Linked DNA regions of Zea mays: region 2 is linked to region 1. The links are chromatin contacts, called in public Hi-C maps. All regions are on one chromosome and are shown on one strand. The core of a region is the stretch at or near the end of the contact, and the rest is flanking DNA. Distances in the headings are between cores, read along the strand shown. Region 1 holds the start of LOC100274103 (mitogen-activated protein kinase organizer 1). Region 2 holds the start of LOC100279916.

Evidence for each region. Hi-C and Micro-C count contacts between places; a contact is called where the count stands out from the background.
Region 2: a Hi-C map of ear shows a contact between it and region 1, with 2.7 times the contacts expected there. The contact joins the promoter of LOC100279916 here to the promoter of LOC100274103 in region 1. A contact is called at or near these places in 2 of 25 Hi-C or Micro-C datasets (ear and tassel).

Annotation. Positions count from the first base shown.
Region 1 is chr4:118,543,488-118,549,737 of Zm-B73-REFERENCE-NAM-5.0, reverse strand. It overlaps LOC100274103 (mitogen-activated protein kinase organizer 1), which reads right to left and starts at 3,169. Exons shown (of 8, transcript NM_001148482.1): 1 at 2,892-3,169; 2 at 2,655-2,757; 3 at 2,163-2,270; 4 at 1,952-2,061; 5 at 1,695-1,802. The coding sequence starts at 3,115.
Region 2 is chr4:119,061,717-119,067,966 of Zm-B73-REFERENCE-NAM-5.0, reverse strand. LOC100279916 reads left to right here and starts at 3,282. Exons shown (of 5, transcript NM_001152868.1): 1 at 3,282-3,647; 2 at 3,736-5,874; 3 at 6,117-6,250. The coding sequence starts at 3,788.

The DNA of each region.
Region 1 (6,250 bases), core at 1,920-4,419:
TTCAAACAGCAGTAGGTAATCAAAACTACAGCAGTATTTAACTCAAACTCAAACAGTAGTAGCTATTTAGCAGTACTCAAAGTCTCAAACAGCATTACAGCAACAATCACCTTGAGTAGCACCTCTAAAGGGTAAAGTCTGAACAGAAGTAAGTAATCAAACATTCAAACTCAAACAGCGGTAGGTACTTAGCTAATCAAACTCAAGACCTAAAGTAGCAAATCCTCATCCAAATGGAATGCATCAGCAGTAGCTTGCCCTCCACCACCACCTGGGACAGATTCTTCCATTTCCGTTGATCCTCCATCAGATTGCAGTGGCTGTTCTTCATCTTCCCGAGAAGCTGCATCATCTTGTTGGTCAAGGAGGAGCAGCAGCAGCAGCAGCTGGATGTTTTCTCAGGGAGGAGGAGAACTGAGAAGTCGCCAGGAGCCCAGGAACAATGGATCAGCAGCCAGCCGGCTAGGAAGGAGAAGAGACAGAGAAATCAAAACAGGAAAGCAGATTTAGAAAGCCAGCCAATTAGCTAAATGGTTCCTTTATTAGCCCCAATAAATAAGGCACCAGAGAGGAAAACGAGGCACCAAATTTGGACCCAGCGCTGGCTTTCCATGTTCACAATTTCTGGTCGCAGCAAGTACCTAATTGGCCGATTAGCCGCGATTAGGCGATGATTACTCGAACAACCAGACTACCTAATCGGATCGGAGCCCTCGACTTCATCTGATCGACCATGATGATTAATCGGATGATTTGAAAACCATGCATTCATAGTTAGTGATGCACTCCTAAGCTTGCTATGGAAATAACAAAGATGAAAACCACCACTTATGATCCTAATATCATTTATTCCTTTTCTCCGCATACAGCAGCAAGTCAATGATGCATGGGCAATGGGGCCATCATAATGTGGACTCTCAAAGTACAAGAAAATCATTTTTGGTAGTCGTGTGGACCAAAACATGAATACATGGCTCCTGATTGTTATGGCATAGGAATACAAGCATGATGGTCTTCTGGTACACAGGAATGCACCAAGTAAATATTAACATGCGATTTGTACCCAAGACAACAAGACCAAGAAAAATGATTCATTTAACTTGCCAGCTACCCAAGGGAGTACATGTTTCAATACCAAGTTAACTTAAAGCTTTCGAATGTATGTAAAAGAAACATGAAGCCAACTGGAATCTAGTACTACAATTCTCAAATCTCAAATATGTTGCTTGAGAAACATGAGGAGCCTGCAAGTGCAGGTGTAATCCATGGCACCAGCAGCAGCTTAGCACAATCTAGAACCCAGTAATTGGATATATTTGGACTATAAAAGTTCCCACGAGTGATAGTATGGCAAAGACAATAGTGTAGTGATGAATCAGAGACTAAGAGTTACGGAGAAAATTTGCTTTGATCAATCCATTCAAGATGGTAATGAGATTGACAGCTATGTCAAGATGTGGAATTTCTTCCATGGTCCAAATTGCCATCATTGATAACCATATCACCTTTCCAACCAAAGCTAAAGGGAGAGTGTGACTGCATCTTTCTATAAAGTAGAGGAGAATAATAATAAAAATAACTTCATACTAGTAATGGGATTTAATTGCTCCAAAGTGCTAGATAAAAGAGGCTTCCCTGCAAATTTGTGCCCAGGCTGAAAACAAAATACTGAGCAGCTTGTAAATAGCACTTACTTGTCTAGAAGCCGCACAGTAGAATCTAAACAGTTAGCTAAAAGGCAATTGTTGTCATTTGATAATGATACACAGTTCACAGGATGCCCTAGATTATCAACAGTCTCCCTGTTATAAGCAAGCAGGAAATAAATCAACAAACCATACAGAAACAGTTGATAGGAGTAAATGGATTAGGATTCAAAGTACTTTCTTAAAAAAAGGAGGGAAGAAGTACATGTTAGATATAATTGATACTATAATAAGGCATCACCTACCTACCCATGCGAATGTCAAATGCCCGGACAGTACCATCAACACTGCCAGCAATTATTTCTGTCTTTGTTAGGTTAACTGACATTACACTATCTTGAAAAGTATCAATTGTCTGCAACACGATAGTAGAAAGCAATTGTATAAGACTTCAAGATAAGGAAATATAACAAAACGTGATGCAGTTATGTAGTATAGGTAACAATGTAAAACCACCTGAATAGGGTCGTTGTTTTGAGACCTGCAGTCAAATGCACGCACCGTACGGTCATAACCAGCTGAGACTACAACAGCATTGTACTCATTAAACTTCACTGAATTGACCTATCGAGAGCAGAGTAAAGATGGCTGAGCAGGATGCATATCTCAAAAATTACAAAATTATCACACAGAGACTGTCTATCAATTTTTTAGCATCACCGACAGGCCTGACCATAATCACACAGTTGAACCACTGTGCAATGGCAACTGCTAAATGCAAGTGGAACTATCAGATAAAAGCACAAGAGTGCAACCACCAGAAGTATGGTTCAGAGCACTGCTTTGGATACAGTTGGTATTACAGCAATGAGAACGATACACTATTGCCCGTGGTTCAGGTAGCCCACACAATTAGCACGGGACTACTTGATTACAGTGTAGCCATCAGAAGACGGCTGAAACTCCAAAAATAAGGGGGAGGGGGCATCAATTGATCTGATGCATTACCTCGCTGTTGTGGCCGCGGAACTTGCGGATGACGCGGCCCGAGGCAACGTCCCAATAGAAGATTTGTCTGTCGGCACCGCAGGACACCAGTTTGGCGTTATCCCTGTCCAGAAACAAACCATGAAACCAATGAACAACAAGAAGCACTTGGCAAATTTTCCGTTGCCGCGTCTCCAGATCAGATGCGACGCAACGAGATGGAGAAGGGGGCGCGTGCTTGCGTGCGTGCGTACGTACGAGGAAGAGTGCACATCGCGGACCTCGCGGGCGTGGGACTTGTAGGTCTTGACCTGGGCGCCTGTGTGAGGATTCCAGAGGCGGAGAGTGCGGTCCTTGCCGCAACTCAGGCAGTAATTGCCGTCCCGGTTGAACCGCACGGCCAACACCGCTCCCTCGTGACCCGACAGCGACCGCGCCTCCGTCCGCGGCAGCTGCTGCGCGACCGTCCCCGAGGACGTCATCTGCTCTCTCTCCGCCGCCGCCGACGACGATGGATGGACGGAAGACGACGAGTTCGACGAGGTGGGCTGGTGATGTGGATTGGGCTGGCTAGATGGAATGTAGCCCGTAGCCCACGAGACAATTTGTAGCTGAATACCGCTCCTTGGTAGAAAAAAATAAGGAACAATTGGATCTATACCATTAAAAGATCCAAACTTTAGATATATACCATGGACCCCACATGTCATTGACTCATGTGGACCCACATGTAAGTGAGATAGTAATGGTATGGATCCAAAGTGGTGATCTTTTAATGGTATGGATCCAAATTTCCCAAAAAATAAATTAATACTCACTCTGTCTCAAATTAGAATTTATTTTAAAAATAATGAATTCATATAATATTTGATGTATGTGTTTTATATATGTCTAAAATTTATTATCATCTATATAAATATAGATAAAAAGATAAAAACTAAAACGAATACTATTTTGAAACTGAGCGAGTATCGTTTTTGTTCTTCATCAATTTGTTAAAGTTTTTGTCCGCATAAAACTTCATTTTTTAGAAAAAAGTATAATAAATAAATATTTTTAAACACTTTCATTGATGGAATAATTTTGTTATTTGAACCAGTGTAAAAAAAGAACATGAATGGCCATCAATAACTACACTTAGGGCAAGTTTGGTGACAATGTATTTAATGAGAATTTATGGAGAGGAAATCCCTTTCTATTCAAAATTTAAATAGTAAGGGATTTCCTCTCCATTGATCCTCCAATTGCTTTGTTACCAAACCAGACCTTAGCGAGACAGTTATCTTAGACTCTCTTCAACGGTCCCCGCGAGCATTCCACTCCCCTCGCTGTGGTGGCTATAGGGCACCTCTTTGCGCACATTGCTGCCCTCTTTCCCTTACTCTAGGTAGCGTTCATCGTTTCTCTCTCCTCAGATGTAGGGGAACACTGTTTATCCCCTACGGCACTGTGCTGTGGGTCCACGAGTAATTGTTAGTAGATAAAAAATTGATAGTAGATATAGAAAATGATATTTTATAGTTGTAGTGGGGTATAGGGGAAGTATTTAGGGGGGACCACTGCGGGAGATGAAAAAATAGGGGGTGAAATGTTTATGATGTGACGCAAAAAAGTGATATAGGGGGAAAAATTTAGGGGGAACCGCTGAACACAGTCTTAGTCGATGAATGAATTCGCTGTAACAGAAATGGTTGGGTCATTGGGTGCGATGTCATCTGAAGATAAAGTTGGTCTCATGCACTTGAAAACTTAAATAATACTACTTGATGAGATTACTTAAAAGCAGTTTTGATCATAAAAAGTCTAATTGGTAGATAAAATTAAACTAGTTAGTTATCTGTGTATTACCACGGTTTCTATATTCATAATATTTACAAATACCTATCGTTTATTGTTGGGTACCATAATTAGGGGTACCCCCAACACTCCTAAACTCGGCTGGTAATCACCATCAACACAAGTTGCAGAGACTGACGGGCGCAATTCAGGTCAAGGCTCCGTCTACTCAAGGGACGTGATCTCGCCTCGCCCGAGCATAGCCTCGGGCAGTAACAGTAGTCCCAGGCGAATTCATGCCTCGCCCGAGGGCCTCCTCAAGCAACGGGCGCACCCTCGACTCGCCCGAGGCCCAGCTCGGGCAAGCTTCGCAGTGAAGCAACCTTGGCCAGATCGCCTCGCCAACCGACCGTATCGCAGGAGCATTCAATGCAAGGATCGCCTGACACCTTATCCTGACGCACGTTCCTCAGTCGGCAGGGCCGAAGTGACCGCAGTCACTTCGCCCTTCCACTGACCGACCTGACAGGAAAACAGCGTCGCCTGCCCCGCTCCGACTGCTGTGCCACCCGCTAGGGTGAGGCTGACAACAGCTAAGTCTAGCCTCAGGCGCAACAGGAAGCTCCGCCTCGCCCGACCTTGGGCCTCGGCCTCAGAAGGAGGTCTCCGCCTCGCCCGACCTCAGGGCTCGGCCCCCGCCTCGGCCTCGGAAGGTGGTCTCCGCCTCGCCCGACCCCAGGGCTCGGCCTCAACCTCGGCCTCGGAGGATGGTCTCCGCCTCGCCCGACCCCAGGGCTCGGCCTCAACCTCGACCTCAGAAGGAATCGCGTCCTCACCCCACCTCAGCCTCGGCCTCAGGAGGAGTCTCCGCCTCGCCCGACCTTGGGCTCGGACCGACCACGCCACAGGGGGGACATCATTACCCTACCCCTAGCTAGCTCAGGCTACGGGGAACAAGACCGGCGTCCCATCTGACTTGCCCCGGTAAACAAGTAATGATGGCACCCCGCGTGCGTCCATGATGACGGCGGTTCTCAGCCCCTACGGAAGCAAGGAGACGTCAGCAAGGTCCCGGCAGCCCCGACAGTTATGCTTCTATAGGGCTTAAGTGCTCCTTTGACGGCCACGACACCGCATGCACAGGGCTCTAGCACCTCTCCGACAACCACGTTGGCATGTACATAGGGCTCTGGCTCCTCTCTGTCGGACGCGTAAGCATATTGCTACACCCCCATTGTACACCTAGACCCTCTCCTTGCATCTATAAAAGGAAGGTCCAGGGCCCTCATACGAGAGGGTGGTCGCGCGGGAGGACGGGCCGACGAACAGGCTCGCGCACTCTCTCTCTCTCTCCCTCGCGAACACTTGTAACCCCTACTGCAAGCGCATCCGCCCTGGGCGCAGGATAACACGAGCCGCGGTTCTCCCCCTTGTGTTCCATCTCACGCCGACCCATCTGGGCTGGGACATGCAGCGACAATTTTTACTCGTCGGTCCAGGGACCCCCTGGGGTCGAAACGCCGACAGTTGGCGCGCCAGGTAGGGGACTGGTGCGTGTTGACGAATAACTTCCCGTCGAGCTCCAGATGGGTAGTCCCCAGCAACCTCTTCAGCCCGGGACGCTGCTCCGTTTCGGGAGTCTCGAGTTCATGTCCCTCGACGGTAGCTACGATATGGTACTCCTTCCTCCACAGCGTGACAGCGACAACGGCGGCCGTCAGCCCGCCCAGCGGCGGCAGACTCGACGTAGTCTTCCTCCCGTGGCGGAAGAGCAGCATCTGGGTCTGTGTCACACCCGGTTTTAGAAGGCAAACCGAATGCGAACCATGTACGTGCCAGGA
Region 2 (6,250 bases), core at 2,033-4,532, 520 kb before region 1:
TGGCTTCGTACATCCCAAATGAAAATGCTAAGGCGAACTATGGCATTCGGAGTCAATTGATGCATGTGTACCTCATAACGTTGTAGTATCTTCACAATCATCTTGTACATCAGAAGCCAAATTCTTGCCTTGAAAAATCTCTTGTATACAATAACTTTGTTCTTTCCCAGCATCGGGGTCGTCTCATTCCTAGGGAGGCGAACATTGACTTTACTACTAAAATAACCAAGCCTCTTCATAGATTGCAGATCCTTCTCCCTGAAAGTGGAACGACAAATTTCAATATAGTAGGACTGGGCGTTCGGGTTTACCCGAAATTTCGGGTCGGGTTTTTTGGGTTTTTTATATTTCGGGTTTCCAACAGTAGAACCCGTACCCGTACCCAAACTTTCGGGTACCCGCAATTTCGGGTTTGGGTTTGGGTAAAATTCGGGTACCCTCTATTATAAATCATACACAAGAGTACAAGACATCTATATGACAATGGAATTATAAAATACTAGAGTTTAATAACTTGCACAAGTCCACAACGCACACAAGAAAACGGAGACAAAGTACTACTGTTACATAAATTTTAACTGCATCTCAAGTAGCAAGTTTGGGGGGGTGAAAGAGAAGCTCTGCGCCTCTGCTTGTACATAGAAACTTTTTCAAGCAAAACAAATAGAAAGGTCTGAACAGTTTTGGTTCAACTAAAGCAACAACAAAGCAACGCGCCAAGCATTAGCAACGCTAGTCGCCAGTGCCACTCGCCATGCCGCCAACGCCAGTCGCCAGGGCAGCAACAACAAAGCAACGACGTGGAGCCAACAACAGCAAAGCAACGACGTGGTGCCCAAGACTGGCCGAGGCCGACTACGCGGTGCCACGGACCCGCGGTGGCGCGGTGCGTCGGGCGCGTGTGCGCGTGTGCCTGCAGCCAGAGCCTGGGATAGAGGATGAGAGGAGTGCGCTGGGAGCGGGGAGCCTGGGAGGAGGACTGCGCGTCTGCGCGCAGCCGCGCACTGCGGTGCTGGGGCCTGGGAGCTTGGGAGGAGCCGGAATGGAGCCTGGAGGAGGACGCCGTCGGCGGTCGGCCTGTCGGCCGCCTGGGAGCTACTGAGCTAGGGTTGTTGCCTTGCTTTGCTGGGACGGCTGGGATGGGATCAAGGACAGCCGGACTCCGGATAGGGAGTAGGCAGAAGCAGCGGCACAGCCCAGAGCCCACGGCCAACAGCGCAGCCCAATAGGCAACAGCCCACGACTAGGACCAGTTCGGGTAGAATGGGTACTTCGGGTACCGCGAGTGAATACCCGATTAGGCCCAAACTTAGTTCGGGTATTTAGTTTTGTTACCCGTTGGAATTGTTCGGGTAACGGGCATCGGGCTAAACGGGTACGGGTTCGGGTATTTTGGGTAACGGGCTTCGGGCTCGGGTTTTATGCCCAGTCCTACAATATAGCTTGGCTTCGAAGGTCCATCCTTCAGTAACTCCGGAGCAGGCCTCGACGATGACAAAGCCCTCATAGCTTATGAGATGGGTAGGGTATCTTTTCATGCCTCCGAAGAGGTACGTGTGATCAGTTTTTGCGGTGGTCTGAATCCTAGCCATCTGAGTGGACTGGAAATTGTCTGAGATGACTTAGCCAAAGCCAGCATTCGAAGCAGCGGTGGATGGGAAGCTTCGGAGGCACATAAAATTTTGGCAGCAGGTAGTTGTGGGCAGTAAATGTGATCCGCACCCACCCGCTCGGCTGTTTTATACTGAGAAATGGGTGTGAAGCGGCGTGAGACGTCGAAAAACATTCCCGCACATCACTCTCAGCATCTCCCTGTCCGTCTAACTTTCAGATCAATTGTTTTTATTGAATCGATCTATCTTCTTCATAACGGAATTCAGGAAGGTGTTTTTCGGACCTTCGGCACAAAGCCTCCCAATTTTATTTTTTACGATCTAAGTTCGTTACGAAGAAACAAACTCATCCCGCGAGGGCTACTGTTGGGGGCTTACCTTTGCCAGAGTTCTTCATTTAACCTTCACTTCGATATGAACAAGTGTGTTTCAAGTACACTTCAATCAATGGACGAAGCTGGTCTTCGGCCGAAGCAGCGTATAAAGAAGATTCACCCATGCGTGCAGATAATAAAGGTGTGTGCCGAAGTTGATAGCTTCGGCAAAAGGAGAAAGGCTTCGAACACAAGCCAGCGGAGAAGCTTTCACGCGATGAAGGCCAAGATCTGCGCAGCAAAGGAAGGTCATTTGTAAACAATGTGTGTAAAACCTTGAGGGGCATGATTGTAATTTTGTACGAAGGCGTTTCATTTTTTTTCTATAATTAGATGAACAAAGTCATGCATAAGATACCTTTTTGAGGACCATAGCTTCGGCCTTCGAAGAGCCATCATACCACCTTGTGTTAAGGAGCCGAAGGTATACTTATAAACTAATTTAATAAAAAAAAAGAAGTCGGAATAAGAATGCTAAGACAGATGAGTTCCATACAATATTTTTCATTGTCTTTTCACATCGTTTCATTTCCACTTCATTTTGAGAAACTTCGTCCTTCGCGCTAACACTTCGAACCAAAGGACGAAGGTCCAAATATTTAACTTGTGTTGCCTTGATTTTCGATACCTTCAGGGATTGAAATCAAGTACCAACGGATCCATATCTCATCAATAATGAAATATACTAAAATAGCATATTATCTTTATGTCTAGCATGATAAATTCATCGAACCCAACATAATTTTATTACAAGATCAACAATTCCATACTAAATGACAACATTATGCCATAAGATCATACAAAATATAGCACTCATAACCTAAAAGAGAGTTATTAATAACAACATACAACATTATGATAGTTATCTAATTGTTCAGTATACAATACTTAATATTTAAATGTTTAAGACGTGTAAGCTATTGAAACAAAAAGGGCATCATTCTTGCTCTTCCAATTTTATATGGAATATTTCTAATAATCTAGACACACATGACATGTGTTAGTGGATTCACGTGTGAAGAGAGAAAATACTCATAGCCACCATATCTAATGTATATAATAAAGTATCTAATAAAATACCTATAGACATAAAATTTGTTAAATATATGTTTTAATAGAGTTTTTACCCATCAAATATCGAGTTACTATTACCATCTATATTGATGCGCTATATCAAACAGCTGCTTTCAAACAACAACTTCCGAACCGTCCGGCCTTAGCAAATGACATCCGGGACCCACCAGTCCTTCTCCATACTCCCGAGTCCCGACCCAAGCAGCAGATAGAGGAATTGGATCCACGTGCACATTCACGCGCCCATCCAAAACTGATACTCCGACCCACCAAAAGCAGCGACCATTAATTTCCTCTTCCTTTTTATTAACTCCTTGGATTAAACCAATCAGCAAATTCTTGCCCGTGGAAATTAGAATTCCCCAGCAGAAATAGGTGCATCGTCGCGTTCTTTTAATCTAGTAAAATTCTTCCATTTTTTCAGTAATCCTTTCCCTTCCCCTGCATCGATCGGAGTATCGGACCAAGAACAGAGGGTAGAATCAGGTAGAAAGAAACAAGAACTGACTTAGCCAGTGGTAATTCCGGCCTCCATTTGGTGGATTTATCCAATACGATGGCAAGAGTGTCCGGTGAATCGTGACTTGTGAGTTCTTGCCCTAGGGTTTCTGATTCCCCGCCGCGAGATAAGTTGCAGAAATCGTAACACCTTTTCTTTTTGGTCTTTGCCTCAGAATTCCTGACGAATTTCTCGTGGTTTCCGTGGACAAAGCTGTGACCTTTGCGATGCAGTACAACCACCGTAGCCGCTTGCCGCCGCCGCCGCCGTTCGGCCGTGGTGGGTATCCTCGCGGCCACAAGCAGCCGTACTACGCTCCTCCTCCTCCTCCGCCGTTTCCGCCGGCGCCGCCGCCGCCGCCGCTAGAGCGCAAGTACGAGGTGCTTATGGAGGCCGGTCGCCTCGCTGCCGAGTATCTGGTTGCCCAGGGCGTGCTCCCGCCAGCCGCCCTCCAGCGTGGCGCCGGCATCTCTGGCACGTGGCTTGCTCATCCTCTTCCTCCGCCCCCGCAGCTACCACAGCAGCAGGAACCCCCCGGGTTTTATGGCCGGAGGAGGTACGAAGATGAATACAACAGTAACCCTAACGGCTGGCCTAGGCGAGCCAATGGCACTAGTAGCAGCACTAGTAGCAGAGATGATTGCAGCCGTGGCAGCTACAATGGAAGAGGGAAGAGGAAGTATGGGGAGTACAGGAGGGGGTATCTGGACTCAGGGAGAGACAGGGAGGAGAGAGGAAGGCCATTTCCGAACGGTCGGCACTACGAGGAGGATGGGGATGAAGATGGGGCACCTGGGTTTCAGAGAGAGCGCCGCGGCAATCGGGGGAATGATGAGGCGAGTACTAGTGTTACAGAGGCAGTGAGGGAGGGGACACCATTGACAGCGAAGGCTGTAGCAGGGTTATGCATGGAGGATACAACATCGAAGATTATGAGCTCTGTCAAAGATACTAGTAAGGATGCTAATGATGCATCAAAGGTGCTGGAGGAGACTGAGGAAGGTGAGGTGGAGGATGACAGTGGGACGCAAAATTCAGAAACTGAGGTGGTTAAGCAAGGGATAGACACCGATGTAAATCATGCTTCTTGTCGTGTTGTTACAGAGTCAGATCCCAAACAGTTACCATATGGTAAGATTGAAGATGAGGTTCCTGATGAGGAAGCTGGAAATGAAAAAAAAGTTATGGATGAGGCTACTTTGGATCACAACACTTCTGATGGTGAGACAAATATGGAAGTTGAGATGCATGTTGGTAAGGATAGTTTGATTGACTATTGTAACTTCACAAGAACCCCAACAAGGCCCAGGTCAGTGCGTGCACACAGAAATGCAGCATGTATCCCAGGAGAAACTGCAGTTGTTGAAACAGTTGATCTAGTTTCTTCTTGTCAAGCTTCACAGATGGTAATCGGTGATTCTGCTGAGAGATCTTTGACTAACGTCGCGTCAGAAAACAGAGAAGATAAAATTTGCCATGAAAACACTAGCTCTGGTGATGTCTGTGCTGAACCAAAAGAGTCGATGCTTCTTCAAGAAAATGGAATACCAGTTGGGACTGGAAACATGGTAGAAGAGAAGGTTGATGCACAACCACATGTGGTTGTCCAGCAATATAAGGAAGAAACTAACTTATCTCCGTTAACAGATGCCCTCAAGAAGAGCTTGATGCAGGAAACCACCTTATCTCCATTTGCAGCTTCTCACAAGGATAGCTTGACGCAAGAGGATGGCTTCATGCAAGAAGCTGATTTATCTCCGTTGACTGCTAATCACAGGGATAGCTTGATTGAAGAAACCAAATTGCTACCAACAACAGCTTTTCACAAGGTCAGCTTGATTGAGGAAACTGGCTTAACTCGGACAATATCTTATGAGAATAACTTGAAGTTACAATTTAAGGAAGGAACAAAGATCGGTGATATCGATATGCTGCCACAAGATGTGGACCTGATTGAGTTGCCCGATCAAAGGAAAATAATTGGTCATGATGTTGGTGCTGAAACTGTAATAGAAATGGAAAAGGGAAAGCTGGATCAATCTAGCTCACTAAATCTATCCGATCTTGACCTAGTTCGTGGTACAGAGGTTGCCGCTGTACACAATTGTCCAGCGTTGGTCCAGCCATCTGCAGCTGGATCTTCTGCAGAGTCAAATAATAAACAGCAAGAAGGTCCTGAAACTTTTACAGGCGCCAATGCCAGTCATACATATGATTTATGCCAGATTCCATTAGATAATAAGGATGTTCAAGTAATTGATATAGAATGTGGCACACCAGTTGAAGTTGATGGATTTGATTTGTCAAAGTCAAAGTAAGTTTCTTTGACTCCAATTATTTCCTACTCTATGCTGAAGTTTTTGTAGTGAATTTTTTTTTTGGCATCATATAGGAATTCCTGATAGTCCTGTATGCGTCTCTGGCCTTTTCCCTGTGTGTCAAGAGACCAGTGAGATATGGTTCATGACAGTGTTTATTTCGTTAGCACGCCAATATATTGTTTGTTTTCAGTGTCATGATATTTCTGCTAAAAGTTAAAATTTTTGATTCAACCAGGAATGAGATGATGTGCTCTAGCATGGATAGCATGATGGACCCCGGCCATGGAATACATACGGATATTCTTCCTGGTATTCAAGATGGATACAGCCTTGCATTTTCTGATTTTCTTGGTTCTGATATACCATGCT